Regions from separate parts of the Zea mays genome. Here regions 2 and 3 are each linked to region 1. Evidence: chromatin contacts called from public Hi-C data. All regions are on one chromosome and are shown on one strand. Each heading gives the region's core, a stretch centred on a gene start, on an enhancer-like site or on the middle of the called end of the contact. The rest is flanking DNA. Distances are from core to core; before and after follow the strand shown.

Region 1 (4,179 bases), core at 936-3,435:
GCCTCGTCCGACCCGGGGGCTCGGACTCGACCTCGGCCTCGGAAGACAGACTCGACCTCGACCTCGGAGGAGCCTCCACATCGCCCAACCCAGGGCACGGACCGACCACGTCAACAGGAGGCGCCATCATTACCCTACCCCAAGCTGACTCAGGCTACGGGGAACAAGACCGGCGTCCCATCTGGCTCGCTCCGCCAGACAAGTAATGATGGCGCCATGCACGCTCTATGACGACGGCGGCTCTCAGCCCCCTTACGGAAGCAAGAGGACGTCAACAAGGACTCGACAGCCCCGACAGCTGTCCTTCCGCCAGGCTCCAGCGCTCCTCCGACGGCCACGACACCACACGAACCGGGTGCCAAAACCTCTCCGGCTGCCACGATGGCATGTACTTAGGGCGCTAGCTCTCCTCCGCTAGACACGTTAGCACACTGCTACACCCCCCATTGTACACCTGGATCCTTTCCTTGCGCCTATAAAAGGAAGGACCAGGGCCCTCTTACAGAGGGTTGGCCGCGCGGGGAAGGACGGGACGGCGCTCGCGTGAGGCCGCTCGCTCCCTCCCGCGTGGACGCTTGTAACCCCCTACTGCAAGCGCACCCGACCAGGGCGCGGGACAAACACGAAGGCCGCAGGGTTCCACCTCTCACACCCGTCTCCCTCCGGCTGCCTCCCCCCTTCGCGCTCCGTCTCGCGCCGACCCATCTGGGCTGGGGCACGCGGCGATAATTTACTCGTCGGTCCAGGGACCCCCCGGGTTCGAAACACAGACAACTATATTTTTATTCTGTGTACTTTGATATATATTATGTAAATGACTCTAATCTGTAATATCATTACTTACTCTTTATTATTATTCAAAGCATTGTGCTATAATGAGTCATTTATGTAATTACTATGCAAATGAGTTCTGATCCTGACACGTACATGGTTCACATTTGTTCTGCCTTCTAAAACCGGCTGTGACAAGTTCTCCTTAGTTATGATACGAAAGTTGAACATGTTTCATCGAATGGTGAAGCCCTCGTTGCGTAATATCTACCCTTCTCTTCTCTGGTGATAGAGCCATCGAATGCCCATACTCATTCACTGCCGAATCTGATTTCCTGCAGACAGAAAGGCATTTTGCACAACGTATTAGGGGCCTCAGGACACTCATATATATTGTAGGCATCAATATATTCTATTAGAGAATGTGTTGTTTGTTAGGTACAAAATCATCAATCAGATTGTAATTATATAACATATTATTGTTTTGTGTCAATTTTTAAGTCGTCGTAGCAATGCACGAGCACCCTATTAGTTTTTTAATAAGTAGCAGTGATGACTATTTTTTTACTAAATCCACTAAACTTAAGTTGGTGGAACTTGAGCCGAAATAATAAAACGTGATCTTAGATTCATTATTTTGATAAATAAATCTAGATTATTTAGATAAATTTTTATATAGTATAACTATTTTTAGCGAATCCGGAGAGCTGGTGCTCTTCTTCATTTTACGGCTAGGATATAGTCAGATCTGATTCGGACCAATATTACTCGTTTTATATTTATTTTCATATTTTCTAAATATATTTTTTTCTTCCAATCCTGTTTAATCCACCACTAAGAGCATCTCCAAGAGAAACTCTTATAATTAGGGTCTCAAAAGCTAAATTGGACCTGATTCAAGTTAACTTGGATCAACAATTTTTTATCAACTACAACAACAACTCCTAAACTCACTCCTAAACCCATGTGGTAGTTAACTCCGTGAGATTAGACGCACATGAATAAGTCCCCTGACTGGGGTGCTATATTTAGCAACTGTGACTTCGGGTGCTATATTTATTTGATAGAAATTTATAAAATAACAATTTTGTTGGAAGCTATTTTGAGATTTTAACTCCTATATTTGAATATAGGACCCGACTTAAGTCCTCTCTTGGAGATGCTCTAACGGAACCCTAAACCTCTAGACAGATTAAATTTAATTACTGATACAATCTGTACCATTTACATTTTGAGGGTATGTAGGACTCTGACTCTGACTCGCTGAGGCGGTCAACTAGCGCCTATCGTCTAACCAAACCTATCAAAGAAACGTTTGCGACTGCGAGTACGGCAGCACGCTGCACGCGGCTGGGGCAAGCGACACTGGTGAGTGGTGACTTCCAAAGTTTGACGCCTTCCAACATTGGTGTTGCCCGAAGCCCACCCGACCCGACTCCTCCCTCCCAGTTCCAAATTTCCAATCCTCCTCGATCCCACCAGTAGAACCCTCCGCTTGTTTCTTGCTCCCGGTTCTTGGATCGCGGAACTGCTCCAAACCTTTTCTTGGATCGCGGAACCACTCCAAACCTGCAAAAGTTTGATCTTTGTCGACTGCTTCGGGTTCTAGGACCTGCCGAGTGGTATTTAGGCAAAGAAGGCTCTGTCGGCAGTAGCCGTCCTTGTGATTGGTTCCGGGACTTGGGTTTTAGCTCCCAAACGAGACCCCCAGGCGCGTCTGCGGCGAGCTGGTTGCTAAAGAAGGTAGGTGTCTCGGGGGCTATTACAGGAATCTACAACACCGGCCTCGCACCATTGGTTCGTTCCCTTCCCGAAAGCCGCCTTTCTTCTTATTAGTTTGCTAATTACATGGAGTTCAGATATGCCTAAATCTGATCGTTGACCAACAAACTTGCCTGCAGTTTAAGCGTTACGGGCAAGTCCTTTTTTGGGCAGTCAATTCAGTTGTTCTTGATTCCGTTCGTTATGTAGATTTCCTTCTTTATGTGATCTACTATATACCAGTACCAAAGGACAGCTATTCCTTGTGATATAATTAACCTGCTGACTAGGCTGAAAATATTGTCAAGGTGAATCTCTCGTTCATGCCCGGCATTAGAAAAGTCAACACGATAGGATTGGAATTTCCTGGTCCTCTCTCTAGAAGCTGGGATGGGAAAAATCTAAATAAGTGTGGGGGCAATATGTCACACTCATCTCATGCATTTTCTTAGGTGTCGCTCTTCTCGTGGGTATTAATTCGGCCTGAATTGTAGGTGGACAGATACCTATTACTACAGGTGCAAAAGGGGAGATGGAGTGGGCTACTATGGTGACAGGAGCTCAGGATCAAGTGGGAACAAAAGCATAAAGCTGGAAAGGTATCTCCACGACTCACCAAGGTTAAGGTGTCTCCTACAAGAGAGGTCAGAAAGGAGTTTGTTGCTGAAGGCTGAAGCTAAAGATACAAGGGAGGAGCCATGGTGAAGAAGAAGCTGAAGAAACTGTATGGCCGGGATGCTCGGGAGTTCTTTAACCAGGTCATGGTGGAGCAACCTTTGCTGCCCTTCCTGATCCCGCTTGGCCTCTTTGCGTGGTTCATCGAACGGTGGGTTGTGCCATTCTCGAACTGGGTTCCCCTCGCTGCTGCCGTTTGGGCAACCATTCAGGTATGCATTTCTGTCATGTTATTTCATCTAAATTTGTTCTGGGATTGTGATGGATTCTTCTCAATCTCTTCGATACCATTCTGAATTGGTAGAATAGTCCAAGCATAGTACCTGAAAGGGGCTTTTGAGATGATGATTTGTAACTTAGCACGACACCCTTTCTTGATAATGATGTCCTGATCTGCCCATTAGGTTGTGAAAAGTGCTCAAGGTTTCAGGGAAAGATTAATGTCAAACATCACTATGCTTCTGCACCCGCCTCATTGTTTTATTTAGGAATTGTTTCTGCCCCTGTTATTATATATTTTTTGGTCGTTTTACCTTGCTTTTATGATTAATCGCAGTATGGGAGGATTAAGAGGAGGACAACTGTAGAAGATTTGAACAAAAGATGGAAGCATCTTATACTGAATACAACAGTATGCTCTTTTGCTCATATTTTTATTGGTACATTTTTTATAGATTCTGAGTCATACTACTTTTATATCTTCTGTAGCCCACCACACCAATCGAGCCTTGCGAATGGTTGAACAAACTTTTGTTAGAAGTTTGGCCTAATTACATGGAGCCAAAACTATCGAAGAGGTTTCAGTCTACCGTCGAGGTTTGTTTTTGTAATCTTGCTCAACACTTGTTCCTTATAGCTCTTCTCTAAGGAAGTTATTTTCTGTAGCTCTTGAGCACAAGACACTAGGTTGCTAGGATCAATTCACCACTATTCTTGATTCATAAAAGATGTCAGTTATACTTAGGGCCTGCT
Region 2 (4,179 bases), core at 791-3,290, 240 kb after region 1:
TTTCTGTTATCGGAAGCCGCACCTGTTTCTAGATTCAGAGATTCAGAGACAGCACGCAATAAGATAAGAAACATGGTGGTCCAACGCAAGACGCGATAGCCGCCTGTCGCCGCTTGGCGAAAACACTGCGGCTTGCGTTGAAAACAGATGGCACGGTAGCTACTAGTACTAGCTAGCTAACAGCTGCTCTCTGGCAGCTGGCACCAGTACCTAAGCGTAGAACTCCGATCGATCAAGGCCAGCCAGCCTACAGGCGTGGCACTGAAACTTCACATCGTTCTGTCCACGATTGCTCCCGTGCAAGAAGACAGCGGCCGCAGTTGAGTGACGCTCAATTTAAGAGCACCGTCCAAAGCACGCGGTGTTCCTTGTACATGTGAGCAACAGTCGCCCGAGTAACATGCAAGCAGACACAAGCGCGCTAGAGACCACAACAACATGATGGTTGATGGATCCCGCGCGCGCGCCTGCTCTGAGAGGAGGATGAGAACGAACCAACGAACAAACAAACAAACAGAACCGGGTCGCCAGAAAGGGTTCTTTTCTTCCGAAGATGCAAATGATGGCCTCTTCTTTGTAGGAACCCCAAACTCCACTGAACTCAAGGCCCACGCCCACACCCGCCGTGGCCACCGATCGAGTCCACAACCACAATACAGCTTGCATTAACACCAATCTACTTCTGTTTCAGATCGAGCGTCAATGTCTGTGTGGCAGCTCATCAGCTACTGGCTCTCCAAAGGAAGCTTTTGGAGCCAGTGACCAGATCCACTCGTCAATAAAATATTTCCAGAATGTCGTCGTGAATACTGTGTAAAGGCTCGTCCTAGCAGTGTGGTTCAAAAGCATGAGGCAAGAGTTTTTTATACAAATAAAAACTATATATGTAGGAGTACTAACAAAGTAATTATTGGCTAAAGACTTGTCCCAGTGAAATAAGTATGCGTAATATACTGGTCCGCACACACGTATTTTAGTTAGTGTTTGGTTTCAGAGTATAGTGAGATGAGTCGCTCCGCTTCTAATTTATTGATGTTTGAATTAGTTCTATGGAGAACAAAAAGTGATCTTGAAAAGTTATATTCAAATCCTAAACCATCATGCTCCCTCAAATCTTTCGGACGGAGCCACTCCTATTAATGAGCTGCTCCATCGTCCCAACCGTTCCAACACTACCTTAACCATTGACGATACGTAACCGCTCTAGAGCTAGACAGACACAGAACGTACGATCGATAGCACCATGTGCGAAAGCTTCATCTTGGATTCATGCTGCAGTGGACAATAATGTCAACTGAGCTAAAACACCCACCCAGTGGTGGTGGATAACCTGAGCTCATGCAAATATATGGCTACTACAAGTGAAAGTATCTCCCGGCGGAACATGTACAAATTGAATCAAACAACGCAGAAAGACACACTTTTTTTCATAATGCGAGATGCACAAGAGATCGAGCTAGCCACCGTGGTTCTGCTCACCGATCTTCAGCGTTGCATACTGTTGCAGCAGCTTTGTAAGATGACGATACTTTTGAACTAATTCAACCAAAACACATAGCGACGCGCGCACACACACACTCTCTCTTCTAATTAAGCAGTGGTTACCACGGGCACGGGGTAGGCCAGGCCAGGCCAGGGTGCTTGGATTTCGACCCTACCTGTTGTGGAGAGCGTCGGGACAGCTTGGAATCTGGCGCTTGTCGTCTCCGATCCAGGCGGTGGAACGCGGTGCTGAGCGGCCGGCGGCGGCGCCTGCTTGAGGTCTCGGGCGGTAGCCCACGACGACGGGCATCCCCCCTGCGGCGGCCACGCTGCTTGTTGCTGCTGGACGCCGCGGCAATGGAACCGCGGCCGCTAATAATTTAGTGTCGTCGCCGTGGAGGCATGATGCCCACGCCAGGACCAGGCACATGACGATGGGTGCCACAGGGTATCTTCTCTGCGGTCTCTTATTCGTCGCTTGCATCGACGTTTGTGCTAGCTCTTTCTCAGCCAGCTCTGCAAGGGAGAGACAGAGACAGAGAGAGGAGCAGGAGGAAGGAGGAAGAAGGAAGAAGGATTAGCTGCAAAACAGCTGCGCCTGCACGCCGCTGATGGCCATTCCGTTTCTCCGCACCGATACAAAATAATGTGCGCGGGCAGCGGGAATCAAGGAGTAATGCCGCCTCAAGCTAGCGCTCCAAGAGGACTTGCTCGGTAGTATCATATACTAGTACAGGCTACTAGTATGAGAAAGTGACGACGTGGTGTCGTCTGTTTCTTTCTTTCTTTCTCTCTCTTTCAGAGGGCGTACCGGCCTGCTGATCCTGGTCACGCCCAACTAGAAAACACGCTTGTAAATTAAGTTCCTACACAGTTAAGTATCTGGTTATATAGGTCAATGCATGCCTGACTGCGTCTTAACAAGATACAGGAACCATCCACCAGTCCAGATCTCCAGGACCACCTCGATCTTCTGGTGCAACGACGACTCCTCCTTTCTCCAAATGTAATTATAAATAATACTACCTCCGTTTCGTTTTAGTTGTCGCTGGATAGTGCAAAATCGAACTATCAGAAACGGAGAGAGTACTACTTACTGTCTTCCTCTTCCTCTGTTCCTAATAAATAAACCAATTCCTAAAGTTGTCTTAACCAAAAATAATAATAATAAACGAATATTTGATACCAAATAAGTACAATATCAAAATATAGTTTGTGGTGTTTTCAATGGTACTAGCTAATTTGGTACCATAAGATAACTTAAATAACTTTAGTAATTGACTTATTTAGGTCCCGTTCCAAACCTCTAGAACTAATTATTAGTTACCTAATAAGTTGTTAGCGGATTTTAGTTGGGTTGGAACAGCTAGCAACTAATAGCTATTTGAGATATATAACTACCAATTAGCTGATTCGTTAGCTCACTCATTCTAAGCTGAACTAATAGGTTTGGAACAGGACCTTAGTAACTAAGAGAGAACCTTATCAGTGGAAGGTTTCATGTTTTAGTTTCTAAAGCTTTATGCATTGCAAACAATGTCGGTACGTAGTGGCGTAGATAGGGTGGCTAGCGGGCCTAACAAAAAAGAAAAATTGTTTTGTAGTTTATATCTATGGCTAAAATAAAAGAGTTAGCTCATAAAAAGTTAATATTTACTATATATTTAGTGTATATATGTGTTAATTGTTATGACTAGTGACTATTGCATATTGTATATATACATATATTCTATTTATTCACATTATAACTATAGTTACATGTCTTGGCCCCTCTAAATAAAAATCATGACTACGTCTCTGAATTTAGGTGAGTTTTAATCCTATAAAACTCATTTTCATCCCATGAAACTTCATTATCTCTCTCTCCTCACATATCCTATACCGTACCATGTCAACCTATTTAATGACATAAAACTGTTATGAAACGAGACCGGTTTTATTGTCCTTCCAGCATTAGTTCAATGCTCCTTCTACTCTCAATTAAGTAACAATGTTTTTTTTAATTTGACTGTGTATGAACTACAACATCTTAAATACAAGATATACGGACAGATTTATAACCACATAATAAGGAATCTAGCTGAATACTCGTTTATTCCTTACCAACTAGCATTATTTTGATTGTCAACTTGCTTAATTATCTAGGAAGGAATAGTTCGAAAAGGCATGTCATTGCTTTGACTACCGATTATAAAAGACATTTGTGCAAAGGCATACATTGATGGTTTAAAAGATGTGCACATGTTGATAGAGTCGAACTATCCAGATACTTCGACCTTTAATTTGACACAGATGGGCACATATGACAGGAAGTATCTAATTTAGGATGATGTTAAAATCTTAGATATAGCTTATATTTAAGAACACAAGAAGTATATCATCTAGCATCATTTCCTATCGTTCCACCAATGTCATGTGTTACCCTTTTGCTTCCGAAAAAAGCTAAAATTATGCAGAAATGAGGATTTGAATTGTGGTTATTGACTCCAAACCTACATTCGCATTCACCTAGCCAACAAACACACGTCTTTATATTTTATACTCTACACTCAATGATACATGGAAATTGTAGCAATGTAAGAGCATTTTGACCATAAATTACTTTTTATATATGTCAAGCTTGAATGTTAAATTCCCTTGGAAAGCAGTTTCGTAAGTGTACTACTATTTATTTTCGCAAACTAAACTTAGCTGAGA
Region 3 (4,179 bases), core at 1,221-3,720, 200 kb before region 1:
CGATGATTCTGTTTGACCACGGCCTTCTGGGCCTTTGTCCCTCGTCCCGCTCTGTTGAGCTGTGTAGCCCACAAAGAGCTCAGAGGGCCTTTTTGTATAATTCCAGCGAGGCGGGGTCGCGGCGGAGAGAGCCGGCTGTAGCCCATTACCCGTAGCTCTACTATTGCTGGGTACAAATAAAATTCATCCAAATTTACGCAAGTGAACACTGAGAATCTCTAGACAATCGCTTTTAAAAGGAAGGAAAAACGTCACTGCTTGACAAGTTTTGCTGAGAAACCAATAGTTATATATATCATTTAATTCCATAATAGTTCCATGTATAGTAAATGTACTCCACCATTATCCAAAAATCCTGTTCAGAGTGGCGGCTAATCTGACGCCGCCTTGCGCTAGCCTCAGGCTGACTACCGGCAGCCTGCTGGAGAAATAGGGATCTGCGCCAAGAACGTAGTAACTCGTAAGCACAAATAAATTACCATATCCTTGGCCCCTCAAGTGAAAATCATGCATCAAAAGCTCTACATAACAGTAATGTAAGTTAAAAAAAAAAGTTACTCCACCTTCTAGGGTTGAGTCTTCCTCGACTCCCTTGTACGCCCAGTCGCATGCTGCAGCGACGCTCTCAGACGCATATCTTGCAGCATTTGTTTACAACCAGTAAATCCAGCTAAAAACTTAGAGAGTAATCTTACTTTACGAAGGATTTGTAACATAAAGAATGATCATAACAGTAACTGGATTAATCAATGAAAAAAAACGCTCGAGCTCATGCAACAACATACAAAGATCAATTAAATGCCCAAGCAAAAAAATTTCTGAATGTGAAGTAAAGCATACGTACATGTCTGGACATGCAGTCTGGTTCGTACCGCACGCTTCCCAGCTAGACACTTGCTCCGACCATTCTCCCTGCTGCAGAAGGTCTCAATTATCAACATTTAGCTTTGTCTCTCTCTCTACCTACCTACTATCTATAGAAAACACTTAAGGCTAGTTCCATACCGTTATATTTTTCTTCAGGGTGTCGATATACCCGGCTACGCTGTCGCCGTAGAAGTCATCTTCGGCCGTCTGGATGATGCTGGCGTCCCAAACCTGACAATTGGTTGCAGAAAACAGAACACGTCCCAGCAGCATTCAGGTTCCTTCAGGTTTCAGGATCCTGACTGACGGTGTCCAGTACCAGACGTACGTACATGGTGTAGAACAGTCTTCCTTGTGTACCAGTGGACGTCAATGGTGTTCCCTCCTTTGTCGGAGGTGAACCCCACGTGAAGTGGCTATGAATTACACAGGCAGTGGTCGTGTGAGCAGACAGTAGCTTGAGCGATCAGCTAAGGTGCTGATCTGATCACACACATCACAATCTTGTTTTGCGGTTTGTACTACCTGGTGTATGTCTCCGATGAAGTGCGAGAGGAAGAGGAGCGCTTGCGTTAGGTTATCTGCGCTCCAAGAGAAAGCAACGTTTACGACTGAAAATTGTCCAGAATTGGAGCAATGCGCATACGAGTGCGAGCAGCAACATTACACTCAGTGGGTGAAGATCTCCGGTAGGCGAGGAGCTGGGAGGTGTAGTTGTTGATGGCGCCCGCGACGCACCGGCCCTCGACGCCGTCCTCGTCCTTGCAGTCCCCTGATGACGGAACAGAGAACGACGGCAGGATGAGCACAGGAGGCTTGCGTTTCAGATTCATCGGACTCATGGTTTCGAAATCTCAGAACGAGAGTAGCGTGGCGTGGCCGCTCCGCTTACTGTCGTAGCGGTAGGTGCAGAGGCCGTCGGGGGTGTCGATGTAGTGGAGCGGCGACGACCAGGGGTACCTGAACTTGACGTCGTCCGCCCAGGAGCAGAGGCTGCTCAGGTTGTTGCCGGCGTAGGACGGCAGCAGGTCCTTCACCGCCGCGGCCGCCGCGCCACTCAGACGGCCCTGGGCAGCGTTCGCATCGCACGCAGTGGATGTGTATCAGTATCAGCACAGAAGGACGCAAAGGAGTTGGAGAATGTACAGATTCGCAGACTGTAACAATAGTGCAGTGGTGAGAAAGAATCACGCGTGCCTGTGCGATCTGGCAGACCATGAGATGGCCGTCGACTCCCCATGCGTGCGACGGAGCCGGCACCGCAGTCGCAGCAAGGAGGATGAGGAGCAGCAGCGGCGGAAGTGTTGCGGCGGCCTCCATCCTGACTGCTGGAACAGAGGGAGACGGATCGGAGCAGCAGAGGCGGCTTGGTTGGTTTAAAACATGAATGCCATGAGAGAGAGGGAGAGGGATCTCCGGACGGATTGTCGGCATGCGCTGGATACGGCACAAATGTCGGATATCCCGTCGGATTACGGGCCATGAACGCTCATCGCGCTCACACCACACCTCGTTGAAATCTGCAGACCGTGTTCAGATCGCTCTCCGTTTCTACTGCGTTATTTTAAAGAGCCGGATCATGAACGGCAATCTGCGTCCGTTTGGGGTTTTCGCTTTCTCCGCTTTCGTGCTGATGCCTCTGGTTCTGCATCAGCACTCCAGCTTTCACGTTCTCAAAGGAAATCGACAACGTGCAGGCCGGCCAGCATCTTTGGGTTTTTAAAAGAAAGTTTGCGCAAATTGAAAGCGCCATCAGGCCCGTCGCTTCCGGAAACAACTGCAGTCTCCAGCTGACAAAATACTGTTTGACTGTACAACTGTACATTCACAGGATTTGCACCTTCCATAGTTGCTCCTGTGATCATGGATTTCCCTGTATTGATTCCTATAATTATGTCTCCCTCCCCATCTGTTTCCATAAACAGGTAGAGGATTGACTATATATTTGTGACATGTATAATAAATCAATCAAGGCAAACATTATCTAAAACCACTCTCTCTTTCATGTACACTCTCCGTTCTTTTTATTTGTCGCCATTTAGTTTAAAATTGAACTAGCGGACGACAAATATTCGATAACCGATATAGTATCATTTAGTCGATCCTACCTTACTTTCCGCTCATAGCTACCGTGCCCTCGTGGCTGCCAACGGCACAACAACCACGACCACCATAGACAACGTTGAGCAGAGCACTGACGCTACGCGCCGCCGTGAGGCTGATGCGATCACCGCTCTCCAGGCGAACCAGGACGTCACAAGCCCAAGGGCAACGGCTCTGGGTGTAAAATCCCAATTTTGGTCCCAAGGTTAGAAACCCTAAAACTCCTAACCCTCCCTTAATTATCTCCTAAGACCCCCACCTCATGAGACACTTCATTCATCATATGCATATACTATGGTTGTTAGTTGCACCTCACATAGAATATTTTGACACCCAAGAAATGTAGATAAATATTTGTTTAAAGGAAAAAGGAGATTATAGAAAAGGAGAAAGTAAAATAGATTTGGAAATAGGAAAAGAAAAAGGAAAGGGAATTTCTCTTCTCTCCCCCCCGGCTGGGCCGATTCCAGCCCAAGTCCCTCCCCCTCTCCCTCCCTTCCGCGCGCCGCGCATAGCCCACGCGGCCCACCTCTCGCGCCCACGCCACACTCCCCTCCCCTCGCTGACGACCCGACCCCACCCATCAGCCGCGCTCGCTCTCGCTTCCTCGCGACTGCTCTCCCTCTGGCAAGCGGGCCCCGCTTGTCAGCCACTCTCCCCTCGCCCGAGATCAGGCTATCGGCGCATTCGCCGCCGGCCACCGCCCGCCCCATCGCCTCGCCATTATCGCGCTCACCAGCTCGGTTTGACGCCTTGCGTCTGCCCGAGCCATCCCGTCACCCCGTCTGCCCGAGCCATCCCGTCGCCACCACTATGCGCCATCATCACCGCCACGGCAAGCGTCGCCAGTGCTCGCCACCTCCCCTTCCTCCCCCTCCCTCGGCCGCCTATAAAAGGACCGCCCCGAGCTCCCCCAACTCCTCACACCGGCCTCGGCCTCCCCACACCCCTCCCCCGAGCTCGATTGAGCCAGCGTCGTCGTCATCTTCATCTCCGGTGAGCACCCCCCCCTTCCTCTCTCTGTTGGGTTCTAGTCAAATTAGTGTAGCTCTTGAGCTGTGCCACATCACCACAAGCACGTCACACCTTTTTCCCCTCTCCTATTACACCCGTTGGCCTCGCCGGCGATCTCACCGCCGTGGAGCCCGCCACCCGCCGTGGACCGGCCATCTCGAGCGTCCACCGACCAAATTGACCCCACCTCCGTGA

Evidence for each region. A called contact is a pair of places that touch in the nucleus more often than the background predicts.
Region 2: a contact with region 1 is called in a Hi-C map of leaf, with 3 times the contacts expected there. The contact joins the promoter of LOC100278900 here to the promoter of LOC100192718 in region 1. A contact is called at or near these places in 4 of 25 Hi-C or Micro-C datasets (ear, leaf and tassel).
Region 3: a contact with region 1 is called in a Hi-C map of tassel, with 6 times the contacts expected there. The contact joins the promoter of LOC100282147 here to the promoter of LOC100192718 in region 1. A contact is called at or near these places in 6 of 25 Hi-C or Micro-C datasets (bundle sheath, ear, leaf and 2 more).

The regions. Positions count from the first base shown.
Region 1 is chr3:23,361,145-23,365,323 of Zm-B73-REFERENCE-NAM-5.0, reverse strand. It overlaps LOC100192718, which reads left to right and starts at 2,185. Exons shown (of 15, transcript NM_001358541.1): 1 at 2,185-2,568; 2 at 3,027-3,419; 3 at 3,764-3,838; 4 at 3,916-4,023. The coding sequence starts at 3,231.
Region 2 is chr3:23,119,564-23,123,742 of Zm-B73-REFERENCE-NAM-5.0, reverse strand. It overlaps LOC100278900, which reads right to left and starts at 2,040. Exons shown (of 1, transcript NM_001152027.1): 1 at 1,363-2,040. The coding sequence starts at 1,966. The coding sequence ends at 1,655.
Region 3 is chr3:23,562,015-23,566,193 of Zm-B73-REFERENCE-NAM-5.0, reverse strand. It overlaps LOC100282147 (nuclease PA3), which reads right to left and starts at 2,470. Exons shown (of 9, transcript NM_001155059.2): 1 at 2,065-2,470; 2 at 1,760-1,934; 3 at 1,535-1,639; 4 at 1,393-1,448; 5 at 1,200-1,283; 6 at 1,006-1,098; 7 at 845-915; 8 at 564-637; 9 at 236-437. The coding sequence starts at 2,301. The coding sequence ends at 343.